Linked DNA regions of Hordeum vulgare: region 2 is linked to region 1. A link is a contact called in public Hi-C data. All regions are on one chromosome and are shown on one strand. The core of a region is the stretch at or near the end of the contact, and the rest is flanking DNA. Distances in the headings are between cores, read along the strand shown.

Evidence for each region. A called contact is a pair of places that touch in the nucleus more often than the background predicts.
Region 2: a contact with region 1 is called in a Hi-C map of leaf, with 4 times the contacts expected there. The contact joins the promoter of LOC123410522 here to the enhancer-like site in region 1. A contact is called at or near these places in 2 of 6 Hi-C or Micro-C datasets (both in leaf).

The regions. Positions count from the first base shown.
Region 1 is chr7H:541,176,833-541,184,570 of MorexV3_pseudomolecules_assembly, forward strand. LOC123413658 (a long non-coding RNA gene) reads right to left here and starts at 937. Exons shown (of 3, transcript XR_006613793.1): 1 at 915-937; 2 at 716-765; 3 at 587-621. Within about 2 kb of position 4,864, at least 3 of the 3 cell types and tissues checked have open chromatin away from gene starts, as enhancers often do. A contact at or near this core is called in leaf, where this site is marked.
Region 2 is chr7H:541,209,207-541,216,624 of MorexV3_pseudomolecules_assembly, forward strand. It overlaps LOC123410522, which reads left to right and starts at 5,484. Exons shown (of 4, transcript XM_045103469.1): 1 at 5,484-6,558; 2 at 7,100-7,240; 3 at 7,344-7,418. The coding sequence starts at 5,881.

The DNA of each region.
Region 1 (7,738 bases), core at 3,614-6,113:
TGATGTATGCAGCCTATTTAGTTTGCTAAAAACTTGCATATCAGTGTTTATCTTTGCCACATAACATATTTTTAGGCAATGCAACAAAGCAATTTTGGTCGTTCTACAAATGATGAAAGAAGTACTCACATCTTCTATTTTACTTTCGGAATCTGCACATGATAGCATTATGTCCATTCAATGACTTCCAGCGTAGCAAAGCTCCTTCGGGTTTACAAATTCGAACACCTGAACATGAAGATGCAAGGAGAACACCACCAATTCTCTTTCTTTCTAGGATTGCTTTGACACAAATTCATCGGTCAGAATCTGGTGAGCTCATCGGCACAATCATAGAGTACTCAAGTGCGGCTGTTAAGGCATGCTTATGGTTGGAAGAAACCAAGTGCAGTTCTCTAAGTTCTTCAACGTTCTCAGGTTGTTTTAACTCTACATCATTATCTTTCATATTATTCTTTTTTTTCACAGTCGCAAATAATAAACCACTCCTAAATAATAAGTCCGAAGTGCAGCAGTCATAGCCCAAATCCTGATGACGAAACCATGTAAGCGGTTACAACTTACTACCTGCTGTCGGGGTCTTCAAGCTCTTTCTTCACATCTTCAGGAAGGTTTGCAACTCTGACACACAACAAACAAGGGATATCCGAGACGCGTTCATACGTTTCGGCACAGAATCCTGCGCTGAACTGAGGCGAGAGAGACACAAGCATACCTCGGCGCCAAGCGCAGGAGCGTTCTCCTCAGAGCTGGGAAATCCGGCACCTGAAGGCAAAAAGGCAAAAAGGCACGCTTAAAATCCAGTTTGGCTGAAGAAAGGGGCCTGATGAGGCCATGACTTGGCTCTGTCAGAGGCCATTTGTACGCAATCGCAAGAGACGCCGGCGACGGCGCAATCCGGATAGGGCACTCACGTCGGAAATGGAGATGATGCCGAAGTCCACCGCCTCGAACCCCAGGTTCCTCCAACTCGACACCACCAGCGTGTTGTACAGCTGCGCCACCCCGTGCTCCGCTGCAGTACCCGCTCCGCCGTTGCCGGGAGCTAGCAGGTCGGGCACCCTTTCCTTCGCGCGCTGGATCAACCTCGCCACGTCCGCGGCGGTGCCGTGCGCCACCGCACCGCGCGTCGCCGTCAGCGACTGCACCACCATGCAGTTGCCGTAGTACCCGTGCCTGGCGCCCACGAGCCGGCGCACGTTGGCCGAGAACGACAGCGCCACGGGGGGCTCGTCGGACACGGAGACGATGGCCGCGCGAGTCCGGCACTGCCACAGCACGGCTGCGACGGCCTCGAACACCGTGCACGGGTCGCCGAGCCCGGCGGCGTCGAACTCGGCCCTGACGCGCCCGATCAGGCCGGCGGGGACAGTGACGTCGAGGAGCCCCAAGTCCCCGTTGAACAGGCAGCTGAGCGCCCGCTTCTGCGTGGCGACCATCGAATGCGGGAGGCACGGGAGCGAGCCGTCGTCCGCGCGGAGCGGCACGACGGACGGCGTGGGCGACGCCCCACGCGCGAACTCGCCGACGACACCCATGTGCTACGCCATGCCCTCTCCGTCGGTCAGCACGTGGTTCCACGTCCCCGCGACGGCGACCCCCCGCAGGCAAACTCGGTGACCTGCACAAGCAGCAGCGGGTCGGCGTGGCGGCAGATCCCGCCAGGGTACCGCGCGACGAGGCCACCGAGCAGCGGCGCCGTGACGTCCGCCAGCGCGTAGCCCACCGACGCGGTGACGAACATCACGCCTGCCGCGCCCTCGATGCGCAGGAGCTCGCCATCGCCCTCGGCTGCGAGGCGGCCGACAACGGGGCGGTAGTGGGCGAGCGCGAGGAGGACGAGGGATGGGCGGCCGGCAACGGGGCGGTAGTGGGCGAGCGCGAGGAGGACGAGGGATGGTCCGTCGGTCAGCACGTGGTTCCACGTTCCCGCGACGGCGAACCCCCCGCAGGCGAACTCGGTGACCTGCACAAGCAGCAGCGGGTCGGCGTGGCCGCAGATCCCGCCAGGGTACCGCGCGACGAGGCCGCCGAGCAGCGGCGCCGCAACGTCCGCCAGCGCGTAGCCCGCCGACGCGGCGACGAACATCACGCCTGCCGCGCCCTCGATGCGCAGGAGCTCGCCATCACCCTCGGCTGCGAGGCGGCCGGCAACGGGGCGGTAGTGGGCGAGCGCGAGGAGGACGAGGGATGGGCGGCCGGCAATGGGGCGGTAGTGGGCAAGCGCGAGGAGGACGAGGGATGGTCCGTCGGTCAGCACGTGGTTCCACGTCCCCGCGACGGCGAACACCCCGCAGGCGAACTCGGTGACAGGCACAAGCAGAAGCGGGTCGGCGTGGCGGCATATCCCGCCAGGGTACCGCGCGACGAGGCCGCCGAGCAGCGGCGCCGCGACATCCGCCAGCGCGTAGCCCGCCGACGCGGCGACGAACATCACGCCTGCCGCGCCCTCGATGCGCAGGAGCTCGCCATCGCCCTCGGCTGCGAGGTGGCCGGCAACGGGGCGGTAGTGGGCGAGCGCGAGGAGGACGAGGGATGGGCGGCCGGCAACGGGGCGGTAGTGGGCGAGCGCGAGGAGGACGAGGGATGGGCGGCCGGCAACGGGGCGGTAGTGGGCGAGCGCGAGGAGGACGAGGGACGGTGATGGGGAGAGATCTGGAGACGGATGAGAATCGTGGGAGAAGTGGACGATGTGCGGGGATGCTTTGGATTTCGGTGGACCACTTCGGTTTTTGGAGGGATGTAACTTTGGTTTTCGGAGGGATGTAAAAAATCGGAAGGGGGAGGGGGTGTGACGTGGGTGCCTATTCTAAAGGGGGATTGCTGGTCGAACCATCACGACGACGGCAGATCCCCTTTAATAGTAGAGATACATGTTTCACGCTGGATTGTTTATACACGTGGTTATCCCATATGAGATATACAAGGGAAGTTTGTGATCATATGTTCCTTTGTTAGTAGGTCTTCGTCCCTACTCATTGTTCCTTTCAATACATATGCATCATTTTATAGATCTTCTAATATTTTGAAGAAGTGGCCAAGCGATAGTTAGGGCAAAATACACAACATTTGAATCGAAAACAATGATAGAACAAAGATGGATGAATTCCATGGATGTAGAGAGGGAGAACAATGGGGACAAAGCCATTTTTTCTGGATGCAACAAAGGTAGTGAAAGAGACGGTGACATGAGGAATTAAGGACACAACCTTCTAATTCGTAAAAAATACATGAAGGGCCTCCCCTACTATTTCACGTTAAAAAGTGAGGCATGACAGAAAAAGAATTGGAAGAAAGAATTGGTGATTACCGTTATATGGTGAATATCCATCATGTTTGAGATACACATCCGAAATAAAACAATGTCTGATGTATTTTTTATGTTCCGTAGCAACGCATGGGTATTTAACTAGTAAGGAATGGAGGGAGTACCAAAGATGAAACATGCAAAAACACGAGGACTACACATCAAGGCAGTCTCCAGTTCTTCATTCATACGGAGTATATCCAAACCTGGGGCGGTGCCCCTAGCATCGCACTAAGAGCATCTTCAATAGACGGTTCAAATGTAAAAATACCTAACTTTTGGATCGTCTGAGGCAAAAAACAATTCTCCAGCAGACGGTCCATATGTAAAAAAATTGGACCGCGGCCTACTCGTGATGTAAAATGCAACACCTCGCGGTGCAAATTTACATCACGAGGTGCATCTGGTCCAAAACCAACCGCCGCCCGCGAACGCCCAACCATCACTTCATTTCCCTTCCCGCCCGCCCGCCCGCTTCCCGCCCGCCCACTGCCGCCCCCCGTCGTCCGGCGCCGTCATGGCCGAAGGCGACGACCCCGCCGCCTTCTCCGTCGCTGCCGCAGTCGGTGGGCTGCCCCACGTGGCCACCGCCGCTGCCATCTCGCCCGCAACCGCTGCCATGCCGCCGCCCCCCGTCCGCCGGCCCGGATTAGCTCTGCCCCGGCCGGTGGCCACCGCACCGGCGGCGAAGCCGGGGAAGGGACGAGGCGGCGGAAAATGGTCGGCCAACCGCAGCCGCAACCCGACCGACAGTTCTATGCGGCCGGTGAAGCTCTTCAAGGCGGTCGCGGCGGCTCGGGGTGACTAATCGCAGCCGATGCGTCGGCGGCCTCCTCCAGCAGCCCTACATCCATTTCTCAACCTCCCCCGCCGCCACCGCCGGCCGTGTAGGACGATGTGGTGAAGATGATGATGGTACCACGGTTCACAAGGCCGGTGGTGTTGATGACCCGCATGAGTAATATTCATGTGCATTTCAATTTCTAGGGCGAAAAACATTGATTGAGACGATGTTCTTTTGCTAGAGGGATTTGATACTATGATGGTGATGTACTTTTGATTGAAACTATGATGATGATGTACTTTATTTTCAAAAAATTTATGCTAGTTCAATGCAAAACCGTGGCTGAACAGTGGCTGACAGCAGACACGCGATCGTTTTTCAGATTTTTACATCTTTAGTTCGGACCATCTATTGAAGTTGCTTTTTTGAACCATCAATTTGTATCATCTGTTGAAGTTGAGCATTTTTCAAAGCTCCAAAATACACTTTTTGACGGTTTAAATTTTACATCTTCAGTTTTAAACCATCAAAATTTGAACCATTTATTGAAGATGCTCTAAGCTCCGTCAGTGTGCTGCTCTGCTCGCAAACTATCGGGAAGAAACAACATCTTGCCCGAAATCTGTTTCTTTCAACTGCACTCTTCTACTGTCAGTTTCAGAGTCAGACGCCGCGAACAAAGGCGGCCCCACGAGTCACCTGTGACACACTCGGGGAGAACGACGAATCCAGGACAGATCTGTCACGCGGAGGCCGAGCCCACATTCTTCCCACTACACGGGCCGACAGCCCATCCCCATCGTCACCCAAAAAATCCAGACCGTCTGCTCCTACTGCGGATCCATCTCGCGGCTCCACGTGTCCCGCCTCCAGCCGCTCCGGAACCGTCGGCAGCAGGTGCCGCGCACACGTCGGCTTACCACGCTACGGCACCTGGAAACGCGACGCGCTAAGCCATCACACGTGCGATCGCTTTTGCCGCTAATGCTGTGATTATCTCACGCTCCACGGCCCTCCACTTGTGCAGAGTATCTATGCTGGAGCTGCAATCTCGACTGGTTTATGCATACGATTATGCAGCGAGTGCATTAATTAAATATATCGCTGTCACGTGGGAAATCAACGAGGCAACCGGCCAGATATATGAAATCGTCCGAATGATATATTTTTTGACATGTCCTAGTGATCTTGACGTAGATTGAGCTGCAAACTGGACAAAACACGACGGTTTTCATTAGAAAATTAAAGGCAAAGGTGGCTGATTGAAGTGGGAAGACACATCCTCGTTGTCGACTGATCTCTGGCTGACGGTTTAGGCACCGGAAACGGAATCTTAGATTCATGCCGCACTGTACTTGGAAAATGCATGCAGAAGTTTAAAGGAGGATGCAACGTTTCGTTTCTACTAGTAGAAAAGATGTAATCAATCGTAAAGCTTATCCGTACTGGATGCAGATGCTTAGGAACGTTCGAGGGTTGTGTGCTGGCAATGGTTGGGGAGAAGCATAGATACTGCAGAATAGAAAGATGTGTTCGTCCAAAAATAATGGAGAGTGTGATTGGTGTCCTCTCGCTTTTTTATATATGAACCCGTTATCTTTCTTGGACATCACTAAACAGCGGCACCGCATTGCGGTGCGGCGGCTTAGTTAATCATTTTTCAATGTAAAAAGTAAGACTCTATTAATCACTCATCTAATGTAAAATTAGTGTGTGCGTGGAGTATCTCTCATGTATGCATGCATCAATGATATCATAATGTATAATGAAAACTCCTACATGCATGCAAGGATGTCATCAAGATTCTCTTTGATGTTTGAAATTCAAAAAGTTTTATCTATAAAAACATTAATTTAATCGATGATCTGCTTTCATCATTGACTTTCTCGCGACGAGTTCTTCAAAACTAGATCTCATGTTGACATGTTCCGTCAACTTTTTTTCCGATCATACTTGCCACATTTTTTGACCCACTTGTCATATTATTAACCACTTATTTGCGTGAGAAAAATAACTTAATTAACACTTTTTGATGTTGTTTCGTACAAAGCCTTGTAACCGTTTTCATTATACATGATACAAAAACATGTCATAGGTTGTGTTTATCAATTTAAATATGCTAACTTGTCATATTTACATGCAACTTTACCAGAAAACTATTTTGTGTGTTTGTTAGTTTAGCTATGCCGAGTTGTCATATTTATAAATGATGACCAAAAACAAATTTTTGTGGTTACCGGTTTTAAATATGTTGAGTTGTCACATTTTTGCGTGTAATCGCCTAAAAAAATTGTTTGTGCTTACGATTTTGATTATGTCGAGATGTCATATTTATACATAATTTCTAAAAATTTGGTGATTAAGTTATTTTTTATCAGACAAGTAAGTACTTACTAATATGACAAGTAAGTGCAATAAATGTAGTAAGTACGAGGAAAAAAAGTTGTCGAAACATATCGACATGGGATCTAGTTTTGAAGATTTCGTTGAAACAAAGTCAACGGCGAAAACGGATCATCGGTCGAATTAACGGTTTAAGAGATAAAAAAAAATTAAATCCAGTAATTTATAACGAATTTGATAACATCATTGAATGCATGCATGCATGCATGACGAAGAAAGCCGCCGCACGGGATATGGATGATGGGGTGCTTCTCGATAGAATTTCCCATCTTTCTTTGTACAACTTGTTAATACTTTTTGCTAATTTACTTCTTAAACATTCTCTTCTCTAAATTAATGGAAGTATTAGTGTTGCATTTTTTTCAAAAATAAAATAAGGAACAACTCGTTCTCACCTCTTTGGACTACTACCCCAAAAAAACTAAGCTGCTACTCAACTCGATGAAAATCTTATGATTAATTATGCTATGCAACCTGCGACAGAAAGTACTAATATATTGAGTGCGTTTCATCGAGAATTCGTAGTGAAAAATTATTAGGCATATGAAAGCTAAAATGAATATCATGTAAAATATAATGTGGTACGCATATTTTAAAAGGTCGTCGAAATTATTTTGCAACCATGCATATAATATGGTCGAAATATAGTTGATTCATATGCTCTATAAAACCTAAATTGGATCCAAGTCCTGAGTGCACATAATTACATAAGTTGTAGCGAAAACATTAGAAATGGATGAAAGTAGAATATCAAATACAAAGAACCCATAGACCGATGGGACACTAGTGTAGGTGCTTACTATGGTTCCGCGTCCCGCCTGCCCGCAAAACGCGTTTGCGGGTCGCGCAAAACAGCTTTTGCGGACCAGCTTGGGCTGGCACAGATGCAGACCTCCCAAACGGATCCGTAAAAAAAATATTCATGGAATATTCCTTTTTACGGGTCGGCTTTGCGGGGTCTACTCTTTGCACCGCTGCTTCCCACATATCATCAGCCCGCAAATATCAAGTACAACATAATTCAACAACCAAAAACAAACTGAATTATTCAAATCAAACACAATACAATAATCATCCGCATTACAAATAATTATTCAAAACTTGTCATGAATACAAATACAAATGAATACAAAAATAAGTTACTGTCCAGCCCTTTGCCAATGGTGTTCGATGAGATCTTTCTGAAGTTGACAGTGTGTGTGTGGGTTTTCAATCTCCTTGTATGTCTGAAGAAAAGCTCTAAT
Region 2 (7,418 bases), core at 4,234-6,733, 33 kb after region 1:
ACATACCTATAAGGGATCGATACCAAGAGAGCAGCAGCAGCAGATGCCAATCAAAGGGGGGCCTGCCACCAAAGCTAAGGAGCCTGTAGGCCCTGTTACTATGGACATAGCTACCTGTCCGGTGATACCACTGGGCTGCTCATCATCTGGAGAGAAGGAAACTAGGAAGCGGTTGAATTTGGATGTAGCTAATGGTGTTGGCACGACCACGACTCCACCGGTCCTACTGGCTATCACGGATGGCACGGGGATGGACCTGAAGGAGACTAGTTCTCCTACAAGTAGCAACAACAGCAAACGGGCAAAGATGTCAGCGGAAGTTGAAACAAAAGAGATATCGGCGGCCTCCCTCGGGATGGACCGCCGGACACAATGAATATTTTAGCATGAAACTGCCGGGGTGGGGGGAACCGCCGGACAATTCATGAGGTTGTGGCCCTCTCAAAAGCCAATAACCCCAAGCTTGTTTTCCTTTGTGAAACCAGGCAAGCGTCGAATAAAGTTGAGAAGCTAAGATGGAGACTTGGTCTGAAGGGTTTCCATGGTGTTTGCAGTGATGGTCGGAGTGGAGGTTTGGCGCTCTTTTGGGACGAATCCCTCTCTGTTACCGTCTTGGATTCTTGCAATAGATACATTGATGTTTCCATGTCAGATAATGGTGCTAGTACTTTGTGGAGAGGAACTTTTGTTTACGGGGAACCAAGAGTTGAGAACAGGCAAAATATGTGGGATCACTTAACCAGTTTACGGGCCACATCCCTGGATCCTTGGTTTGTATGTGGTGATTACAATGAGGCATTATGGCAGCACGAGCATCTCTCGAGAACGATGCGATCTGAGTCACAGATGGCAGCCTTCAGAGACTGCCTAATGCTATACGAGCTTGATGATCTTGGGTTTAGTGGTATCCCCTACACATACAATAATGGGCAGGATGGCAATCGCAATGTGCAAGTGCGCCTTGATCGTGCTTGTGCGGATGAATCTTGGAGAGAGTTATTTCCAGCTGCTAAGGTTTTTCACCTTGCCTCATCATGTTCGGACCATAGCCCGCTCCTGGTGCAGCTTGAGGGGGTTCAAGGAAACCGAAGGGGGTGTGCGAGCCCAAGATATGAGATAATGTGGGAGAGGCATCATGCGCTTCCGGAGGTGATTGCAAAGTCTTGGGCTGCTAGTAAACCAAACGGGAATCTGAGCTCGGTAGCAGCAGCACTCAAGAAACTATTGGCGGATTTAAAGCAATGGAGTTTGGCAAATTTCGGTAACGTTCTAAAGGAGATAGAGCAGCTACGTTCTCAGCTTGCAGACCTGCAGTTTTCTGGCGCTGATCATGCTCAAGTTCAGGCGAAAATGAATCAGCTAGATGAGCTATTATACAGAGAGGAAATGTTGTGGCTGCAGCGATCACGTATCACATGGTTGAAGGAGGGTGAACGAAATACCCAGTACTTACACCGGCGGGCTGTGTGGAGAGCTCGGCGAAACCACATCCAATGCTTGATGAAAGCGGATGGTTCCTGGTGTTCCGTGCCCACGGAGATGGAGAGGATGGCGTCCTCCTATTTTAAGGAGGTCTATACCAAGGACCCTACTCTGGTTGCAAATGAGGTTCTTCAGTGCATAATCCCAAAAGTTACTTTGGAGATGAATGAGGCTCTGTGCAAGCCATTTTCAGAGCAAGAAATATCTGATGCGCTCTTTCAAATTGGCCCCTTGAAGGCCCCTGGTTGTGATGGACTCCCTCCTCATTTCTATCAACGTAATTGGTCTGTACTCAAACCTGAAATTACTGTAGCAGTGCAAGAGTTTTTTAACACAGGGAATATGCCGGAGGGTGTAAACGACACATCTATTGTGTTGATTCCTAAAGTTCCACATCCAAAGGAACTGAAGGACTTTCAACCAATTAGTTTATGCAATGTGGTGTATAAGATTGTATTAAAGTGCATGGTGAACATATTGCGCCCGTTTCTTACTGAACTTATATCAGAGCATCAGAGTGCTTTCATTCCAGGGAGACTCATCTCTGATAATTCTATCATTGCCTTCGAATGTATACACCATACTCAGTCCATGAAGGAGAATTCACCGGCCTTGTGCGCTTATAAGCTGGATCTCTCAAAGGCTTATGATCGTGTGGATTGGGATTTTCTAGTGATGGCCCTTATGAGATGGGGTTTCTCACAAACTTGGATCTCACGAGTAATGGCTTGTGTTACTTCTGTCAAATATTCAGTGAAGTTTAATGGCAAGTTATTGGAGTCATTTTCCCCCTCGAGGGGGCTCCGACAAGGTGACCCATTGTCCCCCTTTCTATTCTTATTTGTTGTTGATGCCCTTTCTGCTTTGATCAGTAAATCTATGAGGGAGGATGGTCTGCAAGGGGTGAAAATTTGTCGTGGGGCACCTGAAATTTCTCATCTACTTTTTGCGGATGATTCACTCTTATTATTCCATGCAACAGGACAGCAGGCGGTACTGGTTAAAGGTTTGTTGAACACCTTCGCATCGGCCACGGGTTAGTTGATAAATCCCTCGAAGTGTTCCATTCTTTTTTCAGATCATTGCTTGCCATCTGTTGTTACTCTTATTAAGAGTGTGTTGGAGATAACTCAGGAATTTTTGAGCCTAAATACTTGGGACTACTAGTACCGGAAGGAAGAATGCACAAAGGCAAATTTGAAACCGTTCAAGAACGTCTAAGGAAGAGACTAATCGATTGGAGTGAACAATATATGTCGTCAGGTAACAAAGAAGTCTTAATTAAATCTATCGCTCAAGCTATTCCTGCATATGTTATGAGTGTGTTCAAGCTCCCTGCCTCGGTTTGTGATGAGCTCACCCGCATGATGCGCCAATATTGGTGGGGAGTAGAGAATGGTAAGAAGAAAATGGCATGGATGAGTTGGGACAGAATGAGACTTCCTAAATCCATGGGGGGTATGGGCTTCAGAGATATGAGAGCTTTCAACCAAGCGTTGTTGGCTAAGCAAGCTTGGAGACTTATTGATTCTCCTGACAGCCTATGTGCGAGATTATTGAAGGCAAAGTATCACCCTCATGGTTAGTTGTTGGACACCGTGTTTCCAAACACTGGTTCTGCAGTGTGGAAAGGTATATTGCATGGGTTGGAACTGTTGAAAAAAGGAGTTATATGGCGGGTGGGTGACGGGGAGCACATTCGTACTTGGCGTGATCCCTCGATTCCGTGGCCGTCCTCCTTCCGTCCAGTCACCCCGAAGGGCAATTGTCGTTTGAACCGTGTTTCAGATTTTCTGGACGCCAATGGGGCATGGAGGGCTGATCGTCTTCGTGAATACTTTTGGGAGATGGATGTATTACATATTCTCAAGATACGTACCTCTCCAAGGCAGCGTTCTGATTTCATTTCATGGTTCCCAGAAAAGAGTGGAATATTTTCAGTAAAGAGTGCTTACAAATTAGCCACATGTGATCATGACACAACTTTTTCTGGAGGGGCCTCAAGTGCGGCGGCAAATGGTTCTCGCTCTCTTTGGAACTGTGTTTGGCAATCCTCGGTTCCGCAGAAGATGAAGATAACTGCTTGGAAAATTGTTTCTGGAGTGCTACCGACACAACAATGTAAAGTGTTACGACATATATCCACAAGTTCAACGTGCCAACTTTGTGGTCTGGAGGAGGAAGGTACATATCATGCTTTGATCGCATGCATTCGTGCGAGAGAGGTTTGGCTGAATATGCGTACAAGATGGCCCCTACCTCCTGATGATCTCCTAGTTGATAATGGTAGGGAATGGCTTATGCACCTCTTATACAGGTGTTCAGATGATGTGCGTGACATGATTATCATGCTAGTATGGCGCATTTGGCAGCTACGCAACGACCAAACTCATGGTAAGGAGATACCGCCAGTTTCTTCTCCGGTGGAATTCCTGGACAGTTATTATAAATCCATTAAGTTAGCAGGACGTTATTCGGTGGATGACATTCTGAAAGGTAAAATGCCATCTTCGGCAATTCAGATAGTTCTGCCCAGGAGGGAGGCTCCTTCCTTGCCTTGGTCGGCGCCGAGTCCAGGATATGCTGCTCTGTCAGTTGATGGATCATTTCAGGAGTCAGATAGCTCGGCGGTCGCCGGTATGGTTCTGCGAGATCATGAGGGACAGATCATTTTTGCTGCATACCGGGTCCTGTTTTATTGCAACGATGCCCTGGAAGCTGAAATTCATGCGCTGATGCAAGGTATGGCCTTGGCAATCCAACACACGGATCTTCCAGTCGTCGTCCAGTCGGATTCTTCAGAAGCCTTAGCGAGCCTATCGAGCAATGCTTTAACTCGCTCAACTTATGGTCATTTGGTCCGAGAGATTAAGGAGTTGATGAGTAACAGGGAGTTTGTACCTCAGAAAATTTATCGCACTCAGAATAGAGTTGTCGATCGGTTGGCCAATTATAGCCGTTCTGAGCGAACTACAGTTGTGTGGTTGCGTTCGGTTCCACCTTGTATTGAGGGTTTGTGGCCTCTCGACTGTAACACTATGACATCTTAATAAACTCCCTTTATCCCGCAAAAAAAAAAAGAATTCCCTTAGCAACATGTGGATTAGTGGATACCGGAAATGGAAGGTACAAGGCCGACAGAAATTTGCAGAATAACATCGTATCTCGCGTGTATGTCCTTTTTGCACGCGTGTAAGAACATCTCTAACAGAGGCATTAAATAAATCACGTGCTTAAAATACATGTTATATGACGTACCTACGGACGAAACCAACGCTCCAGCAGCCATGTAATAATGTCACGCGCGGTAAAAAACGTGTCAACATGCTGGGAAAAACTGCATCACGCATGGTTTACTTGTTACGTCCGTTTCAGCATGGTGGACAAACCAAACTTGCGCGTGAACCACCAACCACCGGATCTGAAACATCTCGGTGTCAGCGCCTCCACCCGCTCTTCCCGTCGGTGCTTTCCTTGCCTCTTTCCAACGCGCCGCCGCCCCCGCTGCCGCTCCTGGTGGTCGCCGTTGCTTGCTCTGCCTATTCTCCTTGTCGTCGTCCATTGAGTGCTCCGTTCCTCCACAGAACGGTGCCCGATGGTCGTCTGCAGCTTGGCGCCCATTAAGTGTTTGATAAAAAATCTGACAATAGTAATTGTACTATTTATTGTTGGTTTATTTTGTGTATGTTTGATTTTTTGGTTTTATGTTTAAGTGAAAAATGTATTTATGCTAGATCGCACGTTGTGTAAATTTAACATTGCGCTACCTGCAACGTGCTAAATTTTACAGCTAGCTACCACACGTCTACGAGCGCGCTAAAACGCTACATCAACGTGAAGAAAAAATCTAACATGTCTGTTGAAAATGCTCTAAGCTCCGGCCACGTACCCTCGTGTTGCCGGCCAAAAGAGCGCGTGGTTCCTCAGCATCACCGCCACCTTCCGTCCGCATTGCTCGCTCCGCTCCATTAGCTGCACGCACGGATGCAAAGCGAAAGCCACTACTTGGTCCAAGCTGAACTAACGGTTTCGCTCCAGCCGATAGGGTCCGGAGCGAGCGGTCACGCCGGCCGACCTCGAATTAACTCGCGACCACGCAACGACACGCGCAGCAGCAGCAGCAGGCCGAATAAAAACTTGCTTAGCGCCCGGTGCAGCGCACCGGTGCATACCGATCCTTTGCCGCCCTGTTCCCTATAGCCCGGTCGATCACGACATGCTAAAGCGGAGGTAGCGGCAGCCTTCGATCGCCCTCACGTCACGCCGTCGCCGTCGTCCTCTTCTTTGTGGAGCTTCCACTTCTCGAGCTTGCTCGATCGCTGATCGCTTTTGCCCGCGGCGGCGTGCGTCAAGACTCACGAGGGGCGGCCGGAGGAGGGAGGGGAGGGATCGGTCGGCATGCATCAGATAGGGAGCGGCATGTACGTGTCCGGCCGGGCGCCGGACAGGAGGCGGGAGCGGCAGCTATCGTCGGGGTCGGTCGCCACGCCGCCGTACACCGGCGGGGACCTGTCGCGGTCAGGGGAGCTGGGACGGATGTTCGACGTCGCCTCCTCGGCGTGGCAGTCGCAGGCGCCGTCCCCGGCCTCCTCCTCGCGCCGCAGCTCCGGGCACCTCCCGCTGCCGCCCAGGCCAGCCCCGTCGCCCTCGGCGTCCGGGCCGCTGTCGCAGCTCTCGCACTCCGGCCTCCTCGTGGGCCCGTCGCCTCCCGCCGCGCCGTCGCCGGCGCGGGGAGGGTCGTGGAGGAAGGCGAGCAGGAGGCGCGCGGCCGCCATGGAGGAGGCGGCGCCCGTCGTGGCGCGCGGGAGCACGAGGCTCGGCGTCCCGTTCGCGTGCTACGTGCTGCTGCTCGTGGCCGCCGCGGCCGGAGTCGGCGCCGGGCTGTTCTTCCTCGTGGCGTGGCGCCGGTGGGAGGCGCTCGCGGCTGCGGGCGGCGCCGTGGCGGCAGCCGCGGCCGTGCTCTCCTGGAACTTTCTGCGGTGCGCGGCGGAGGCGGAGCGGTTCTTCCGGCTGTCCCCCGACACGGTGTTCGACCAGGGGGACATGCCCATCGGCGAGCTCGTCAAGATCACCGGGGTGAGCCACCGCCTCATACCTCTCTGTTCTGCTCACCTGCAAAATCCATTATCGCTACGCTGAGTGATCAATGATCAGACACCGTTTATTCAGTCGTTTGCCAAGAACTTGCATGCCGATTTAATTGCTTAGCATCGTGATCGAATATAGCTAGAGCGTGCCATAATCCAGCTTTCAGAGGCGTCTGCTGAAGCTTAGCTCGGCAGCAAGCGACGCATATGCCAATCTGATCGGGCAGCCCAAACTGCTGGAGCTGCTTTGCTTGCGTTTGGCAAGCGTCGGAGGCTGTCAAACTGGGGCTTAAGCAACATGTGGTGGTCAATGGCTTCCCTGCCATGCATTACCTCTGGTGGAACACAAGCTACCTGACCACTTTTGCTTCACCAAGGCACACCGCATGGCTAATTTACTCTGCAAGCATTAGCAAGAGATAATTACAGAGAAAAACGATGCTTAACATTACACCGTGTTGCTGCTGAACTTATATTCGTGCCACGTGTTCTGATGTTTCATGATCGCCGTGCCGTGCTTTGCGTTGCAGCAAGTGACCTGCGGGCGGGTCCCCGTGGGAGCCTGCTTCCACGACGCCGCCCGGTGCGTCTTCACGTCGGTCCGGGTGTACGGCCGCCGTGGGTGGGCGTGGGCCTGCTGCTGCTCACGGTGGCAGCTCAGGCACGCCGAGGTCAGTCAGTCACTCAGTCAGGCTCTGCCACCCTCGTAAATCAGTTGGCACCGATGGTCTACGGGGCGCAGTGCTGACGGAATGTGTCTTTTGACCCTGGCAGGCGCGGTCGACAAACTTCTACATCTCCGACAGGAACTCCGGGAGGAGGTTCTACGTGCGCGCCGGAGAAGGCGCC